2 separate regions of the Ovis aries genome follow, and region 2 is linked to region 1. A link is a contact called in public Hi-C data. All regions are on one chromosome and are shown on one strand. The core of a region is the stretch at or near the end of the contact, and the rest is flanking DNA. Distances in the headings are between cores, read along the strand shown. Region 1 holds the start of PCNX4 (pecanex 4). Region 2 holds the start of PPM1A (protein phosphatase, Mg2+/Mn2+ dependent 1A).

The links. Hi-C and Micro-C count contacts between places; a contact is called where the count stands out from the background.
Region 2: a contact with region 1 is called in a Hi-C map of liver, with 2.9 times the contacts expected there. The contact joins the promoter of PPM1A here to the promoter of PCNX4 in region 1. A contact is called at or near these places in 2 of 16 Hi-C or Micro-C datasets (hypothalamus and liver).

What each region holds. Positions count from the first base shown.
Region 1 is chr7:70,358,084-70,361,473 of ARS-UI_Ramb_v3.0, reverse strand. It overlaps PCNX4 (pecanex 4), which reads right to left and starts at 1,325. Exons shown (of 14, transcript XM_060418125.1): 1 at 881-1,325.
Region 2 is chr7:70,531,894-70,535,436 of ARS-UI_Ramb_v3.0, reverse strand. PPM1A (protein phosphatase, Mg2+/Mn2+ dependent 1A) reads right to left here and starts at 1,320. Exons shown (of 6, transcript XM_060418127.1): 1 at 1,257-1,320. The coding sequence starts at 1,263.

The DNA of each region.
Region 1 (3,390 bases), core at 76-2,575:
TGAAGACTGGAGGGCACGGAGAATGGCTGCTAAAGGGTACAGAGCTTTTTGGGGGCGTGATGAACATGTTTTAAATTTGAATTGTATGGAATGTGAATTTTAATCTCAATAAAGTTCTTACAAAAGAAAAAGAAACAGAAAAGGTCACACCCCCCTCCCCTACTTTCTGCCGCAGCTAATAACTAGTAGGCAGTTCTTTAAGTCGGAAATTAAATAAAGTGATGGTCAGGTGTCCAAACAATTAAACGACTAAAATGGCAACATCTTAACTGGCTTTGGAGGCTATGATAAAGATGTGGAGATTTGGCATGGGTGATGATAGACATCCAATAATATAAAGGATGGGCTCTGCCCTAATTGCGGGAATGAGAAAAAAATCCACCTAAGATTATACAGCTGAATAAGAGAAAAAAATAATTCAGAGGCCTGATAAGTAACTTCTGGTGGAGTAGACTTCACGGAAGTCAATGTTGGTCCTTGATAAACACAGGACTGTGGAGAGACAGTGCAGATCGGTGGGGAAAGAGTTGTTCCTGTTCAGGAGTCCGTGATTTGACTGATTTAGGGCAAAAGTGGAGAAAAGGAGAAAATTAATACAGTAGCAAGGGCCATAGTTCGTAATCTTTATTTGGATAACAAGCCCATTCCTAAACCAAGACTGAAAGGGCCATTTTCCATTTCACAAGTGTCTCTCAGAAATAAAATACTAAAATTCAACAGTCTAAAGAAGCCTTACGAAAGAAAGTTAAAAGCACACCAGATTGATGAACTCGAGACAGAGCTCATCTCATGTCTTAAAAAATGCAATCATCACTCTGCACAGGCTTGGAAATTAAGGCGGCCAAGAACTGCCCAGGTGGGTATCAGGGATCTAACGTACCTGGAGTCACCTGAGGGAAGAGGCGAAGCGAAGGCATTCGGTGACGGCACTTTTGCAGGTATACCCGGGCTGCGCGCTCCCGCCGGAAGGCTGCCTGCGGTCCGAACGCCGAGGCAGAGGAACTGTGGCGGCCACGGCAACCAGCTCACCGCGGTGGCGTGGCGACCGGCACCTCGTTTCCATGGCTAACGTCAACTCCTGCAGGAGCCCCCGGGCGCGGAACGGACCTCGGGGGCGGGCCGCGCGCTCGGCTCGTCCTGCCCCTCGGCCTGCGGTTACATCTGGGCCTCAGCCCGACCAGGCAAGGCCGAGTGCGGGGAGAGGCGCGCTCGGATCGTTCCAGCTCTGGGCCAACGCTCGCCTGACCCGGGACTGTGGGACTTGCGTGGGCTCGGGCCTCGCCTAGGGCCCAGAAGCGGCAGTGGGGGATCGTCACTCTAGCTCTGAACTTTCACCCGCGCCGCGCTTCCACGCAAGAGCGTCGTTGCCCTGGTGACGCGACGTTCCTCCGGAAAGTAGAGCGCTGGGGCTGATAGAGAGATTTTAAGAGCCGGCGCCATTTTGAGAGCGTGTAGCACTCAGTGGTCTGACTGACGAGTCTGGGTGTAGTGAGCCTCTAGCCGCTCAGGTTCCCGCGACCTACGTTAACCACAGCCGCACTTTGGCCGTCGCCACCCAATACATTGACGGTAATAAATGCGTTTAAGTGATACTTCATACATATACGTGTTCGCTGTCGCCCCTTTATTGCATTTTTCGCCCAGGAGTGGATTTGTGACTGCATTTTAAATACTATGAACCAAAATACCCATAAGTGAAACATGCCGCCAAGGTGTTTATTAATAAAGTCAGCCAGAGTTACCGTCTTCCATCTTTTTAAAAAAGCTATTTTTTAAATAATGGCGGACTATTATTAGTGGTAGTAATTTTTGGTCTGGGAGTCTTTACAGGGTGGCCTTGAAGTCCCCAGTTTTGGTAGTTTGAAAGTTAAAACATGCCCATATCGACTGCCTACATATTCCACCAAGTTTCATTGCTTCCCTAAGTTTTGGACACCTTCCAAGATGCAAGTTAAGAGCTCTTTAAATTGGTCTCTTAAGGATTTAGAGGTGAACTTAAAGCCAATTTGTAGGTATCTAGATAGCCTTGTCTCCTTCCTCCCCCGCCCGCATTGATCATCAGTTTTGCATACACAGAGACTTGATTGGCTTGAGGACTGTCTGTTTGCATCTCTTTATCTCAGAACTATGAATGCATCCTTTTTAGTTTCTTTCTTGGTTTTACTGAAAGTAATGGCTTCGTTCTTAAGTACTTAGGATTTCCGACCATAATGGGGGAAACCTTTTGGTGTTAATTTAAAGAAAGCAACCTGACTCATTGGAAAACACCCTGATGCTGGGAAAGATTGATTGAAGGCAAGAGGAGGAGAGGACAGAAGACGAGATGTTTGGATGGCATCACCAACTCCATGGACATGAGTTTGAACAAGCTCGGGAGTTGGTGATGGATGGGAAAGCCTGGTGTGCCTGCAGTCCATAGAGTGGCAAAGTCGGACAGACTGAGCGACTGAACTGAAAAGAAAGCCAAGGCTAATAAAAAAGAAGATACAAATCTATCCAGAGGAATAGTGTAGTTTATTGAAACCATGTGGAAGAAAACCCTTTGCACCATCCATGGCGATAATGAGGTAGAAATTACTAGGCAGTCAGTGTAGAACTCTGAGACCTCTGGACTTTTTTTCAGTAAACGTCTTGCTCCATTGTCCTGAATTTCTGGAATGTGTCTTTGGTCTGATCAATTATCAGCACCCAGATCCAGGGAAAGTGAAAGTAAAAGTCACTCAGTTGTGTTGGACTCTGCAACCCCATGGACTATACCATCCATGGAATTCTCCAGGCCAGAATACTAGAGTGGGTAGCCAGTTTCCTTCTCCAGGGAACCTTCCCAACCCAGGGATCGGAAACCAGGTCTCCCACATTGCAGGCAGATTCTTTAGTAGCTGAGTCACAAGGGAGCGCAGTAATTAGCTTCTGTTCCTTATGTCTGAGGCAAAAACAACTGGTGATCCTTATCTTAAACCCATACATCTGGCCCATTGCAAAATGGCCAGGGGGCATGAAAAAGAGAGGTGACTTAATCCAAGGATCAGTTAGTTGCTCAGTCCTGTATGACTCTTCGCCACTCCATGGATTGCAGCGCAACAGGCTTCCTGGTCTCTCACAAACTTCTAGAGCTTGCCCAAACTCATGTCTGTTGACTCGGTGATGTCGTCCAACCATCTCATCCTCTGTTTTATCCTTCTCATCCTGCCTTAAATCTTTCCCAGCATTAGGGTCTTTTCCAGTGAGTCAGTTGTTCTCATCAGGTAGCCAAAGTATTGGAGTTTCAGCTTCAGCATCAGTGCTTCCAATGATTATTCAGGACTGATTTCCATTAGGACTAACTGGTTGGATCTCCTTGCAGTCCAAGCAACTCTCAGGAGTCTTCTCCAGCACCACAGCTCAAAAACA
Region 2 (3,543 bases), core at 71-2,570, 170 kb before region 1:
AGGCCCCAGGCCCCAGGCCTGGCCACCGCCGCGCAGGCCCACGCCGCCCGCCCTCCCGCCCGCCGTCGGCCCGAGCGTCGCGCTTACCCGGAGCAGCCGCGGACGGGCAAGTCCCTGGTCCGCCGAGGCGGCGGCGGCGGCGGCGACGGCGGCCGGGGAGGGGGCGGGAGGGGGGTCACCGCGGCGGCGGCCGGCCAGGTCAGGCCGGGGAGGGGGCGGAGGAGGGGAGGAGCCGGGCTGCGTCCGGGCCCCCGGCTCTCGGCGCCCTCGCGGCTCAGATCATCCGGGCGTTGGAGCGGGAGGCGGAGAGCGGGTCCGGGAGGAGGAAGAGCCGAAGAGTCATAGCTTTCGCGCCCCACCTGCCTGGCGCCCCCCCCCCCCCCTCCCCAACCACCGGTTCCCGAGCTGCAGCCGCCGGAGCACCCGAAGCTGCAAGGCGGGCGGGCGCCGAGACCACAGCTCCCTCCCTCCCGCGCGCGCTCCCGCCCCTAGAGCCGCCACCACCGCCGCCGCCGCCGCCGCCTCGAGCGCGTCCCCGCGCAGGCGCGCTCTCGACGGCGCCGTGCTGCCCCTCCCCCACGCCTCCGACTGCCCCGCCCCGCCCCACCCCTCCCCGTCGGCTCAGCCCTCGCTACAGCTGCGGCGAGGTGGAGCAGCTGGAGAGACCCGGATGTCGTTGGGCAGGAACCGCAGCGCCGGCCGGCAAGCGGGGGACGGGGGGAGGGGGGAAGGGGAGAGGGGGGAGGGGGCGGGCGCAGATGACGTCACTGCCCTACCCGGTATCTTTCGCCGCAGTCGGCTTGCTACCCCGGCCTCAGACCGAGGCTTGAGGGAGCATCGCGAATCCCGGATCGGAACTGGAACCGGGGCCTTCATCTCCCGGCGTTGGGTTGGACGGAGTGTGTGATTGTTAGGAGCCCCAAGAATCGAGATGCCCTCCAAGCCTGGCAGTCTGCCGACGGGAACTCAGACGCTCCCCCGTGGCATCCCGGCCTCCCGGCGCGGCGCTGCCATCTGTCTGCAAATACACAAACCGCTCCCTGCTTAGGCGCAGTCCACAGAAGCTGAAGGACAACCCCGTGCTTTCGACTTCTCTCGGGCACGGTCGCGGCCTGGTCGAGGCCTGGCTGCTGCGGCTCAAAAGTTAACTCGGTGTCAGGCCGCCGCCAGACCCCCTCCTCCAAGGCTCCACACCTCCAGAGCCACCCTAGCCCCAGGGACCCTTGGAGACACACGCAGGTACCCCAGCTACACACCTCGCATCTCGAAGGGCAACTACCCATACACCGTACTGCCACCCACCCACATGCGAGTGCAACTGATACACACAGGAGGCACATGCTCTGAGATTCTGGCCGGTTTCCAGCCTGTAGCTCGTGAGGTTCCACATTGTGTTTATTGGCACTTGTTAGACAGTCACGTGATTCTGTCACTGAGGACTTCCAACGACCTCCAGTGAGGTTAAAGAAAAGAAAGATTTTTCAAATTCCAGAAGACAATAAAAACGTAACAGCTGCTTATATTAAGAGTTGCTGCTGCTGCTGCTTGCTAAGTCGCTTCAGTCGTGTCCGACTCTGTGCTACCCCATAGACGGCAGCCCACCAGGCTCCCCAGTCCCTGGGATTCTCTAGGCAAGAACACTGGAGTGGGTTGCCATTTCCTCCTCCAATGCATGAAAGTGAAAAGTGAAAGTGAAGTCGCTCAGTCGTGTCTGATTCTTGGCGACCCCATGGACTGCAGCCTACCAGGCTCCTCCATCCATGGGATTTTCCAGGCAAGAGTACAGGAGTGGGGTGCCATTGCCTTCTCCAATATTAAGAGTTGGAGATCTGCTAAACCTAGTTGAAACTGAGCGTTCAGGTGACCAAAATCCAGCTTAGCTAGCTAGACCTCGGAGGACCCACGCTGTTTGCAGACGCGGGGGATAGAATGACAAACCCTAGGCGGCCAATGAATCAGAACTGAGGCGCAGTACATCACCAGCAGGGTCTCCTATTGGCTGGGGCGTCCTTCCTTTCTCTCGTCAGAGACTTAACCTGTTCAGAGATTTGACCTACACCACATTTGCAGGAACAGAAGTTTAAAGATCTGAGATTTTAAAAATTTTTAAGATTTGAGATTTAAAAAAAGATAGATTTGAGATCTGAGATTTAAAAAGATGCTCTGGTAAATACAAAGAAAAACCAAACACTTCATTATTAGAGGCAGGTACTTTAAAAAGAACAACTGAAAATATTATCCAAATAGTGTTCTGGCGGATAAGAAGGTAAATTTGTGATGGGGCCTCTCTATTTTATCCCAGGAGCTTGTATCCTACTTTGTATCTCTTAAAATACAAGTGCTTAGTTTGTATCCCCTAAAACCGCTTTGTTGCTCCAACTCTTAGATCAAAAGCAACCCATTTATTCTGTCCCTGCCATTTAGCTTGGGCTTCCCTGGTGGCTCAGCTTGGTTCGATCCCTGAGTTGGGAAGATCCCCTGGAGAAAGGAATGGATACCCACTCCAGTATTCTGGCCTGAAGAATTCCATGGACTTAACAGTCGCAAAGACTCAGACACGACTGAGCGACTTTCACATAAAGTGAAGTGAAATCGCTCAGTCGTGCCCAACTCTTTGCGACCCCATGGACAGTAGCCTGCACCAATCTCCTCCGTCCATGGGATCTTCTAGGCAAGAGTACTGGAGTGGGTTGCTGTTGTGGCTCAGCTGGTAAAGAATCCGCCTGCAATATGGGAGACCTGGGTTCCATCACTGGGTTGGGAAGGTCCCCTGGAGAAGGGAAAGGCTACCCACTCCAGTATCCTGCCCTGGAGAATTCCATGGGCTGTATAAGTCCATGGGGTTGCAGAGAGTCAGACATGACTGAGTGACTTTCACATAGCTGCTTTTAAAGCTGTAAAAGCCATCTGGAGTTTTCCCAACATTTTTGGGAAGATTCTGTTCCTTTCACTTTCAGGTCTGGGACCTAATAACAGTATCAAACAATATCACCTAATGATCACTGGCAGGCCACTTCTTCAAGGAACTTCAGTGTTATTCTACCCAGTATCTTTGTGGTTAGGATTTCTTAGAGTAAGATGAAGATAGGATCCTTTCCAGGTATACAAAGTAAAAATAAAGTTCACTTATATATTTGGTCCCAGTATTATCTGAGGACATATTTCCTAATTAATTCTCCCCACATTTACTAAAAGAAAAAAGAAGGAAATTAGATCAAATATCTTTGAAATTCTACCTAATTGGAATCCATAATGCTTCAGACGTGGATTGCTAACATCCATGCTAACATCTACAGGCTAGCAGCATGATTAGCATGCTAGTGGACTCATTACCATTCTAAAATGGAAAAGCCCATGTGACTGCCCGTATTTGGAGCACCCTTAGAAAACAAATTTTCTTATTCATAAGACAGAACCTGGGTCACCAGTGGACTATAAAGAGCTTGAAGGTCTTGCCTGTCATTCTGCTTCCTTCCTTTAGGCTACCACATCTTTCTTCTCTCTGTTCTACACTTATAGAAGAATCTGAGTCAATTATAATGG